Regions from separate parts of the Mus musculus genome. Here region 1 is linked to region 2. Evidence: chromatin contacts called from public Hi-C data. All regions are on one chromosome and are shown on one strand. Each heading gives the region's core, a stretch centred on a gene start, on an enhancer-like site or on the middle of the called end of the contact. The rest is flanking DNA. Distances are from core to core; before and after follow the strand shown.

Region 1 (5,839 bases), core at 348-2,847, 120 kb before region 2:
TAACCAGGAACAAAGTCCTTACCTAACTCACGGGAAGGGACATCAGGGGACTGACTGATCAGTGCTGGGGAGTCTGGGCACTGAGATGCAGAAGGCCTCGGGGGCCAGCTCCTAAATCCTGTTTTTCTACTCGCTCGGCCCCAAATGAACTCTTATTCCCATCTCATTATGGTCACCTACCATCCTCTCACCTGTAACCTATGGCAACCATCTCCAACAGTCCCTTGCCTCCACCCTAGCCCTGCATGGGCTTTTCAGTAGGAATATCATAAAATCTTATAGCACTCCAACGTTACAGATCTTCTAGAGACTTCCAAAGGAACCCAGAGTTTTTCCAGCAGTCTATAAGACCCACGACAAGCCCACGCACCCACCAACCCTCTGACGTCATTTCTCACTTTCCCCAGCATAGCTGCTGCAGTCTCCACCACAGTCCTATCCCAGGGCATGTGCTGCTCTGCAGATGTGCATGGCTGCTTCTCTTCCCTCGTCCGAGGCTTTATTTCCTTAATACCTCCTTCACGGAGGCTGTTCTGTTCATCCTAGTTAAAACTGCAGACTTCCTACCCTGACTCTCTTTGGGCTTTCTCTCTCGGGCAGCACTCACCTGCCTGCTAACCTCCTTGCTATCAGCTCTCTGTGCTGCTGAGGCCATTCTCCCAGGGCAGCCGGTGTCTGTTCTGTTCTGTGCTGCACCCTTGGCCCCTTCTCCTCACCTCCTGGTGCCCACGCTGACTTCGGAACAGTGTGCTGAGTAGTTAGGGCTCATCCCTGTCCCACACCTACAGCTGGCTGCTATGAGCATGTGAAGTGAAAGCCAAAACCAAGAAAAGGCACCTGAGATAGATTCTATCTTTTCAGCAAAGAAATCTGGGGCTTGTATGTGTATGCATGTGTTTTCTGAGACAAGGTTTCACTTTGGAGTCTGGACGGACATGAAATTTGTGATTCTCCTGCCTTATTCTCTCTAGTGGTGGGAATTCAGGTATATGCTACCATATCCAGCTCAAATTATTATTATTATTATTATTATTATTATTACTATTATTGTTGTTGTTATTATTATTATTATGGTGGCAGGATCTCACTATGTAGTCCAAGCTGGCCTTAAACTCATGGCAACACTCTTGTTTCTTGCTCCCTGACTGCTGGGATTACAGATGTGTACCTACCATGTCCAGCTGTAAGAAATATTTATTTATTGTTATTATTTTATTATTTTTAGATTTCTTTTTATAGTTAGGGTTTCTCTATGTCACAGCCCTGTCTGTCTTGGAACTCTCACTTTGGGGACCAGGCTGGCCTCAAACTCAAAGCTTGTCCTGCCTCTGACTCCAGAGTGCAGAGATTAAAGGCATGGGCCACCAGGGCCAGCTATTTATTTATTTATTTATTTATTTATTTATTTATTTATTTACTAACTAATTTATTAAGTTAGCCCACAGAGTAAGGGGCTTCATCACTTCGTCTTCATACACGTGCTATTGTACTTTGCTCTCCTTTGTTTCAGGCCCCGCTGTCCACTTATGTTGGCCTCTCTTCCCCCACACAGCGCCCCTTTTTTTATGACATGAAATTTATTACCGCTTTTCTACTTCCTCCCCTTGTAACTCCACTCTCCTTTCATGACTCACAAACACGTATAAACACACACAGACATGCACGTACATAAATGTATTTACATATAGGACCCTAAGTCTGGGTACCACATGTGAGAGAAAGGCTGTGGTAATGTCTCTCTGGCTTACTTCACTTAGCATAACGATTTCCAGTTGTACCCACTTTCCTGCGAATGCCATGAAAGAAATTTGTTTTCAACTAAACACTTCTGCTTACTGGTCTAATGATTCTTACCACACTGTGTCGTGTCTTAAAAGCCTTTGAGGGTTTGTTAAAACACACTCCTAAGTTTCTGGGTCTGCAGGACTGCAGACCCGGGAAACTTCCTGTTCTTTAAAAAGCAGGTGTATACTGTAAGGGACAGCCCGCTGGAGTAGCAAGAGGCTGCCTGAAACGAGGAGTCTCCCTTTCTAACAAATCCCTGGACTGCCCAGAACTACTACTGCCTGGCATAAACTAGAAGTTCTAGAAACATCTACTGACTAAATGACAATCTTAGAATTTAGAGTTTAAGAAACAGAAATGGATGAGTTTGGGGAGGAGACCAATAGCTCAGTAGTTAAGAGCACTGGCTGCTCACGCAGAGGACCAGGTTCGATTCCCAGCCTCCACATGGCAGCTCAGAGCCATCTTTAACTCCAGTTCCAGGTGATCTGACCCCGTTATGGCTTGCACAGGCACACACCCAGTGCACATACACACAGGCAGGCAAAACTCTCATATCCATAAAACTAAAGAAGAGAAAGAAACGGATGAACAATAGTGGACGCCCTCTTAGAAGTTCTGAGAAGAGTCAGGTCTCCTATCTACCGAGGTGCACACGGAGGTGCGTGGTACTCACTCAGCAGTGCCAGGACAGCACCCAGGATGGGGAGGATGAAACCACCCTTCCAGGGTCTGGGGCAGTCATTGAACACTTGGCCATGGCAGTCACACACAGTGGCCCTGATCATGGTTAGCTGTTCCCTGTTGCCATGGTCAGACAAAGAAAGATGCAAGTCATACGTGTCTTGTTTCAGGAACTTCTTCAGGGACAAGGCCACGGTGTCTCCTGGAGAGACACACACATTTATTAGCTTAGGGGTGTCATTCGGGTTGAACACCAAATACAAGACTGCAAAACGTTGAGCCAACACAGCCTCAGCACCCAAGGAACAAAAGGCAGGTTTAGTCTAAGTGTAGCATTGTGACAGAGTACCTGCTCAGCATCCATGAGGCCCTGGGTTCAAGCCCCACAACAGACAAGCAAAACAAATAGAGGATCTCTAGAACCCTGGCACAGCAAAACTTTGCTGCTGTGAGGATTATTCGGTTACCAAAATTAATTCATTTTTCAGTATCTTTTTTCCCCCCAAAAATGTCACCTATTGTTTTTGTTGCTGGTGAGTGTGTATGTGTGTATGCGTGTGTGTATGCATGAATGTGGGCACGTGTGTGCTATGATGCACATGTGAGGAGCAGGAGACAAGTCTTTTGGGAATCAGTTTTCTCCTCCACCTCTGGGTTCTGGGAGTCGAACTTAACGTCCCATTAAGCTGGGCTGCACTTACATCTACAGAGAAATCTTGCTAGCTCACAAAAATTATTTCATCCCCCCAAAATGTGTATGGTTATTTTTCCCTACATGTATGGGTATTTTGCCTACATGTACGTTTGCATGTCTGTGCACCATGTGTGTGGCTGGTGTTCTTGGACTCCAGAAGACTGTGGTGTAAGATCACCTGGAGCTGTGGTTACGGACGGTTGTGAGACGCCACGTGACTGCTGGAAACTGAACCCAGTGCTCTTAACCACTGCGTTCTCTCTCCAGCCCCAGTTCTTTTTTTGTTTTTGCTTTTTTGTTTTTTTTCGAGATAGGGTTTCTCTTGGTAGCCCTGGCTGTCCTGGAACTCACTCTGTAGACTAGGCTGGCCTGGAACTCAGAAATCCACCTGCCCTGCCTCCCTCCCAAGTGCTGAGATTAAAGGCGTGCGCCACTATTGCCCGGCTCCCAGTTCATTATTTTTAAATTAATTAATTCATCTTTTACAAGATAGAGTTCTACTCTGTAGTCTGGGTTGGTTTCAAACTCATGGCAATTCACTTCCCTCTGTCTTCTGAGTGCCAGGATCACAGGTTTGAGCTTCCGAGCTTGGGTGTTATTTAAAACAAACAAACAAACAAACAAACAAGAAATTGATGATAGTAAACTGTGAGGCTCTGGAAGTCGTGAAATGTTGGACCAATATTCTTGGGATCATCAGCTGCTAGACTACTCTTTGCCTCAAAAGAATACATTATAAGCGTGGCAGTGGTGGCGCACACCTTTACTCCTAGTACTTAGAAGGCAGAGGCACATGGATCTCTGAGTTCGAGGCCAGCCTGATCTCCAGAGTGAGTTTCAGGACAGCCAAGGCTACACAGGGAAACCCTGTCTTGAAAAACCAAAAAAAGACGAAAAAGAAAAGTACATTATTCTTTAACTTCATTGCTTATCTTTAAACAGATATTTATTTTATGGTATGTGTGTGTTGCTTGCATGTTGTATGTGCACAATGGGTGTGCCTGGTGCCCCATGGATGTCAAAAAAGATGTCAGACCCTTGGCACCTGAGTTACAGATGGTTGTGAGCTACCATGTGGGTGCCAGGAATCAAACCTGGCTCCTCTGCAAGAGCAACATGTGTTTTTAAAAATTTATTTATTTATTTATTTTTTTCGAGACAGGGTTTCTCTGTGTAGACCTGGCTGTTCTGGAGCTCACTTCGTAAACCAGGCTGGCCTCGAACTCAGAAATCCGCCTGCCTCTGCCTCCCAAGTGCTGGGATTAAAGGCGTGCGTCACCACGCCCGGCTGCAACATGTGCTTTTTGGTTTTGTTTTTTAAATTTTTACATTTTATTTAATGTGTACAGGTGTTTTACTTGCACATACATCTGTGCACCACGTGTGTACCCAGTGCTGTGGAGACCAGAGGAGAACATCTGATCCCCTGGAACTGGAGTTACAGGTAGTTGTGGCCACCATGTGGGTGCTGAGAATTGAACCGAGGTCCTCTGGAAGGCCAGCCAGTGCTCCTAACCACTGAGAAATCTCTCCAGTCCTGGCTCTCTCTGTTTTATTTGTGTTTTTACTGTGGATGTTGCTATTTGCTTGTTCTTTTGAGACAGGGTCTCATTATATAGCTCTATATCAGGTTGGCTTTGAACCCATAGAAATCTGCTTCTTTTGTTTGTTTGTTTCTTGAGTGCTGGGATTAAGTGCAATCATGCCTAGCCCTGTTAATTTGTTTAGGGCTCCTGAGAGATTTCAAAGACATATAATGCTAAGGAAGGACCCCTGGTGGCCATTTTTGAGACCACAATTCTGTGACCCACAGATGCTAGGACAGGGATGTGTGTGGGTCCTACTGTGGGGGAATGACACCCACCCAGCTGAACGACAGCCCCCTGTCACCACCAGAGTTACCTTTCTCGCTGACTTCTGCCATCCAGTAGATATCTGAGTCATGTGTTAGCTGGGCCTGGAAAGGGGAGGAGTTGGGGGACAGGTCCTTGTCAGTGATGTTCAGCACTTGAGGCACAGGGCTTTGGTTACAGATGATGATCTGCCTGGGTTCAGGGATCGGGCCATGGTCGTTGATGTCAGTAAGTGTAAGCAGGAGGGTCCCAGTGCCGGTGGTGGGAGGGTTTCCTGTTTACAATTACATATACAATCTCTTTTCAGCATCTGTTCTTGTTTGTTGAATGAACCAATGTTAAGTTCCCCTAAGACCTACTCAGTCAGCCTCCACATGGCTCCCGGTCACCACCCAGCTACCCCCCCCCCCTTAAGTCCCTTCATGCATTAACTTCACTGTGGATCAAACTGGCAATAGCAAATACATGGCCATCGTACCCTCACTCTAATCTGTGACCACAGCAGACATCACTAACAAATCACAGTGTCGCTGCAGCTACTACATTCAGACAGCCATTATAATCAATCACAGAGTAAAACCGACTGGATACCTCAAGCTAGTACAGTCATCTACTGATCAGCTTCAGAGAACCAAAAGCTTCAGCTAAACCTGCCTAAAAGCATTGGTTCGCTAAATGTCAAGAATATGGCAGAACAGTATAATCTCCCCTGGTTATGGTACACCACCACTAATCGCTTGTGGTATTCCCAGCAGTCCTTGTTAGTCAATCATCAGTAGAAGCCGACAGGCCAATTCAGAGTTTAGTGAAACAAAGATGGGTT
Region 2 (5,214 bases), core at 787-3,286:
TCCTGTGTGTGCCCCGGACACAACCGCGAACAAAAACGTGAAGGGCTCCATCCTCATGAGGGATGGGAGTGGTGGGAACAGACATTAGCAGGTAATTTGACACACTAAGTCACTGTGTTTGTCAATGGTGGCCAGGGAAGACCAGCTTGCCTTTGAGGAGGTGAGGACATGTATGGTGTGTTTAAAATTGGGGAGGGAAGCTAGCCCAGCTCTCGTGGGTCTTCACGGACATTTAAAAAAGGATTTGGAGGGGGCATTGAAATGGCTCAGCAGGTAAAGTGCCTGCCACCAAGCCAGACAACTAGGACACATCCCCAGAACCCACATGATGGAAGAAGAGAACTGGCTCCTGAAAGTTGTCCTCTGACCTCCTCCTCATGTGCCCTCCCCTCCAAAATAATATAATAAAAAATTTCAAGGACTTTAGAATTTATTCTAAGTGTCAGACAGAACTGATTCCACCATTATTAATTCTATGACTTCAGGCAAGTTATTTAAGGCCTCTGGGTCTCAGTTTGTCTACCTGTAAAATGGGGTTCATGTCAATTTATTCAATGTGATAGACCGCTTCTGAAACGATTCCTAGTAATTACGTGCATTCACACCCGGTGAATGTGGGCCAGACTCAGTGGTTCACTTTTAATTAATACAACAAAGGCTGGCTTGCTCATTTTCTACTACTGATGCTGTAACAAAATGCCCCAGGCATGGTGGCTTAAGATAATACAGATTTGGGGATCACATGTCTAAGTGGGTCTTCCTGAGCTGCAGTGAAGGATTGGTAGGGTTCCTTCCCCCTCCTTCCCTCCCTCCATTTTTTCCCTTTTAAGCCTTGTACATTCTGGGCACAGGTGCTACCTCTGAGCTACATCGTCTCCAGATGTGTGACTTTGTTCCTTCTGGAAGCTGCAGGGAAGAATCTGTTTCCTTGGCTTATCCAGCTAATCAGGAGGCTGTCTTCCAAATGCCTTGCTCCAACTTCCCTTTGCATCCTCACGCCTGTCACCCTCATTCTCCTGCCCCACCCCGCCCCACCCCGCCATGCCCTTAGAAGGATCCTCATAACACTGGACTCACTTGTGCTGCCTAGACCAAGCTTCCCATCTCAAAACCCTTCCCTTAGCAACGCCCCCCACCCCCAAGCTCCCTTTACAAGTTGTGGCAATTAAGTCAGGCACTTCTTTGATGGGAAGGGTATGTGAAATTCTGTCTGCCACAGACAGGTACATCCTACTTGTAACCAGGCAATGAAAAGAGAGCAGCTTTTCTCTTGGGTGTTGTGTATGTTTCTAACTCACCATTCTGAGGAAAGCCAGCTGTCACTGGCAAGAGGCAGCTGTGTGCAGGGACCCATTTGGCTAAGAACTGAAGCCTCTCACCAGTCACATTGTCTGCCAACCATCATGAGTGAACCCTGAACTATGACATATCAGAAGGTGACAATATTTTGTAAGCTTTTTTTGTTTTGTTTTTTCTGTTCTGAAATAAGGGCTCACTATGTCACCCTTATTAGCTAACCTTGAACTCACAGAGATCCACCTCTCTCTGGCTCCTAAGTGCTAAACGGTGAGTACTATCATGCCTGGTAACAAGTTTTAGGGGAAGAAATCAGAGTGGTGTTGGCGGAAAGAGTTAGAGGCGGGCTTTGCTGAATGGCTGGGATTTGACCAAAGTCTTGAAGACGAGGGAGGAGACCATTCATTTTGGGGGAAAACGTTCCAGGTATGGAAAACACCAAGTGTTAAGGGCTTGTGGCCGAAGTGTACCTCGCTCTTTTTTTTTTTTTTTTTTTGCTTATGGGGCTGAAGGAGATTTGCCGGGTGCTTGTCTCTTCCTCTCTGGCGTGGGATGGAAGCTGCTGAGGGCGGCTGAGCTTATGACGGTGGGAGAAATTCCAGCGTCAGTTATAGGAGGGAAGGGATATAAGAAGGAAAAAACAAAAGAAAACAAAATCCCGGAGGATGTTAGACAAGCACAGCTCTTGCAATTTGCCTCTGCGGGAGGCTCCCGAATCCTCAGCAGTGCGCCAGCGCCCCCTGGTGGTCACAAGGAAGGCACACGTCACTGCAGCCAGAAGTGGATGCTGCGCTCAGAGAAAGTTCAGCCAGTCAGCACCTCCAAAATTGTACCATGTTCTCTTGAGGTTCACACGAGTAATTACTCCTTTATTTAAGTTTTGTTTGGCTGGTTTTTTTTTTTTTGAGCCAAGCCGTCATGTAGCCCAGGCTGGCCTCAAGCTCATGATGTAGTTAGGATGACTAACCCTCCTATTTCAACCTCTGCAGCCCAGGTGTGCCCCTCTGCGCTTGTCCTAACCCTGGGGACTTAAAAAAGCACTTTGACCCCCTGCAGAGTACTTTGCGAGTATTCTCATTTAATCCTCTTAATTAGCCCTACTAGGTGGAGCTGTGGCAATTCCATCTTACAGGATGAAGGTGGGAGACAATAGCACAGCTAGGCAGTGTCTTAACTCTAGGTCCACCTGCTTCTAAATGACAAATCAATGGCAAGAAGCATCTACAGGTGCTAAACAGAGCCACATATCATGCACCTGTGAGCCCCACGTGGCCCACTAATAGTCCCAGTCAAAAGCAGAGGAAATTGACTGAGTATGTGGGAATTTGCCTCAGACCATTCGGAGAGCCAGGAGTATTCGGTGAGTGAGAACTGAGAATGTTGGGGTCTGGAGAAATGGCTCAGCAGCTAAGAGTATTGGCTGCTCTTTCAGTGGATGGAGACTCCATTCCCAGCACCCACATGGTGGCTCACAACTATCTGCAACCCTTGAAGAGGGTGATCTGACGCCTGCTTTTAGCCTGTGCAGGCACTGGGGAGCGGGGCACACCGTGTTGCACAGGTGCTGGGGACAATAGGTGCAGACCAAGCACTCATACACATAAACTTTTTTAAAAAGTAAAGATGGGCTGGCGAGATGGTTCAGCAGGTAAGAGCACTGATTGCTCTTTCCAAGATCCTGAGTTCAAATCCCAGCAACCACATGGTGGCTCACAACCACCGGTAACGTGATCTGACGCCCTCTTCTGGTGCGTCCGAAAACAGCTACAGTGTACTTACATAAAATAAATAAATCTTTGGGTTGGACCGAGCAGGGACTGAGCGAGCAGAGGTCCTAAATTCAATTCCCAACAACCAGATGAAGGCTCACAACCATCTGTACAGCTACAGTGTGTACTCATATACATAAAATAAATAAATAAATCTTTAAAAAAATAAAGTCAATGAAAGAGAACCAGGAAAGTTCTAAGCAGCCATTTCTGTTCATAAATGCCAAGCGCACCCCTAGGAGGTGCTGGACTGGGTACGCAGCTCAGACTGAGGCCTGGAGCAGAAAGGGGAAGAAAGAAACGATGCCATTAATAGGCAAAAACCACGACGAGAGAACCTCATCTGTTCACAGATGAGTCCCTGAAAATAAGATCCTTAAGGAGCACGGAATGGCTCAAAATCAGCCCCAAACAGAAGTAAATGAGAACAGTTGCCCCTCCAGGGAAAGGAAGGAGACCCCTTAAGCGAGCACCTTTTTCATTTAGACTCAGCAGCGGTAGCGCACTGGTAAGTTCCCGTTTAAGGCTTGGCTGAATCCACTACTTTCAAGGAAATCAAGGGTGCTGCTGTTCGCCTGAAATATTCAGAAAAGCTTAGCTTTGGGGAAGGGTATTGAAGTCCCTACGTGTGAAAAGGAGTCTGGCATTTCAATCTGACTTTGAGGGGATGTCCAGCAACCGGGCACCTGCCGCCAGCTCTTCTTGCTCCTGGCTGTGCAGCACATTCCTAGGTGTGGTCCAGGGTGCTCGGTGTCAGGCACCACACTGGACAGGCCGTTCCTGCTCCCTCCCTCTGACTCAGGTCTTTAGGAAGTCCCAGGCTTGAACCCTGCAGATCACTCTCAGACACTCACTCTGCCCTTACGTGGGAGAAAACAGTGGGGAGAAGCTGCTACCCAGAAGATCCTGTGAAGCCGCGGTTTTGAAAAATGACTGCTGTGCTGCGCCTGAGACTACTCAGCACTGATGGAGCGCCCTCACTACCCCCGCCCCAGCACGTACCGCCCCACCCAGCATTCAGAGTTAAGTCACCTTTTGATTACTAACGCCTGCGATCATCAACGTCAAGGGAGAAAAGCTGCTTTCTGCTCAGTTTCAGAGGTTTCAGCCCGTGGCTTCTTGGTCTGTTGCTTTGAGCCCGGTGCATCAGGACAGGTGCCTGTCACAGAGGAGGACTGATGGTGGTTAGGAAGAGTCAAGAAGGGCCTGGGTCCTTCCAAGGGTATACTCCTAGAGTTCTATTTCCTCCCCGAAGTTCTGCCGCCTAAAAGTTCCAGCCACATTAAAGCAATCGTCAAACACGATACAAAAGAAATAAGTCTAGTCAAGTGAACATAAGGTTTCATCTTCTCAGTAACTCTCCTTATTGTCGGAACCAAATCCTCCTGGAAGCAGTGTTTGGATGAAGAAAGGATATAGCTGGAAAAACTGGATAAGAGTCTGAATAGACCAGAGGTGATATAGATTATAACAATATCCCGTGATAGCAGGTTTTTTTGTTGATTTTTGTTGTGTGTGGGCTTTTTTGTTTTTATTAATTTGGTTGAGACAAGGTTTTTCTGTATAGCCCTGGCTGTCCAGGAACTAGCTTTGTAGGCCAGGCTGGCCTCGAACTCACAGAGATCTGATTGCGTCTGTCTTTCAAGTGCTGGGATTAAAGGTGTGAGTCACCATGCCTAGCCTGACAGTAGTTGTTTTTAAATTAATAATTACTATTATTTATTTTGTTTAATCTTGTATTTTGAGGCAGGGTCTCAACTCTAGCCTAGGCTAACCTGGAAGTCATTTGTAGTCTCGGATGGCCTCTAGCTCATAGATATTCTCCCCCTCAGCCTCTGAAGTAGGAGGATTACAGGCCTATACCGAGTAATGTTTTGAGATAGGGTCTCATGTAGCCTAGGCAGGTTTGAACTTGCTGTGTAGCCAAGGTTGACCTTGGACTCCTCATCTTCCAGTTTCTACCTCCCACGTGCTGGGATTACAGGTGTTCCCAACTTTAAACACAAAAGAGTTTGGTGTCTTTTTTTTTTTAAGTGTATAGGTGCTTTGCCTGCATGTGTTATCTATGCACCACTTACATACTTGGTGTCCACAAGACAACAAGAGGGTGTCAGATGCCATCCCTTGGAACTGGAGTTATAGATAGCTG

Evidence for each region. A called contact is a pair of places that touch in the nucleus more often than the background predicts.
Region 1: a Hi-C map of bone marrow-derived macrophages shows a contact between it and region 2, with 4 times the contacts expected there. The contact joins two enhancer-like sites. A contact is called at or near these places in 3 of 39 promoter capture datasets (the 3T3-L1 cell line, cancer-associated fibroblasts and trophoblast stem cells), 9 of 15 datasets of contacts at CTCF or cohesin (the G1E-ER4 cell line, the NIH/3T3 cell line, embryonic stem cells and 4 more), 219 of 484 Hi-C or Micro-C datasets (2-cell embryo, the 3T3-L1 cell line, 3T3-L1-derived adipocytes and 117 more), 28 of 115 datasets of contacts at active chromatin or transcription factors (the NIH/3T3 cell line, astrocytes, bone marrow-derived dendritic cells and 16 more) and 3 of 9 other capture datasets (adipose tissue, embryonic stem cells and embryonic tail).

Annotation. Positions count from the first base shown.
Region 1 is chr8:106,544,454-106,550,292 of GRCm38.p6, reverse strand. It overlaps Cdh3 (cadherin 3), which reads right to left. Exons shown (of 16, transcript NM_001037809.5): 12 at 5,066-5,290; 13 at 2,462-2,671. Among named protein-coding and RNA genes, the nearest start is that of Cdh3, 37 kb to the right of the region's middle. Within about 2 kb of position 1,597, at least 7 of the 459 cell types and tissues checked have an H3K27ac peak or open chromatin away from gene starts, as enhancers often do. A contact at or near this core is called in bone marrow-derived macrophages, where this site is marked.
Region 2 is chr8:106,429,968-106,435,181 of GRCm38.p6, reverse strand. It overlaps Gm51545 (a long non-coding RNA gene), which reads left to right. Exons shown (of 3, transcript XR_003947445.1): 3 at 1-300. Among named protein-coding and RNA genes, the nearest start is that of Zfp90, 17 kb to the right of the region's middle. Within about 2 kb of position 2,036, at least 18 of the 459 cell types and tissues checked have an H3K27ac peak or open chromatin away from gene starts, as enhancers often do. A contact at or near this core is called in bone marrow-derived macrophages, where this site is marked.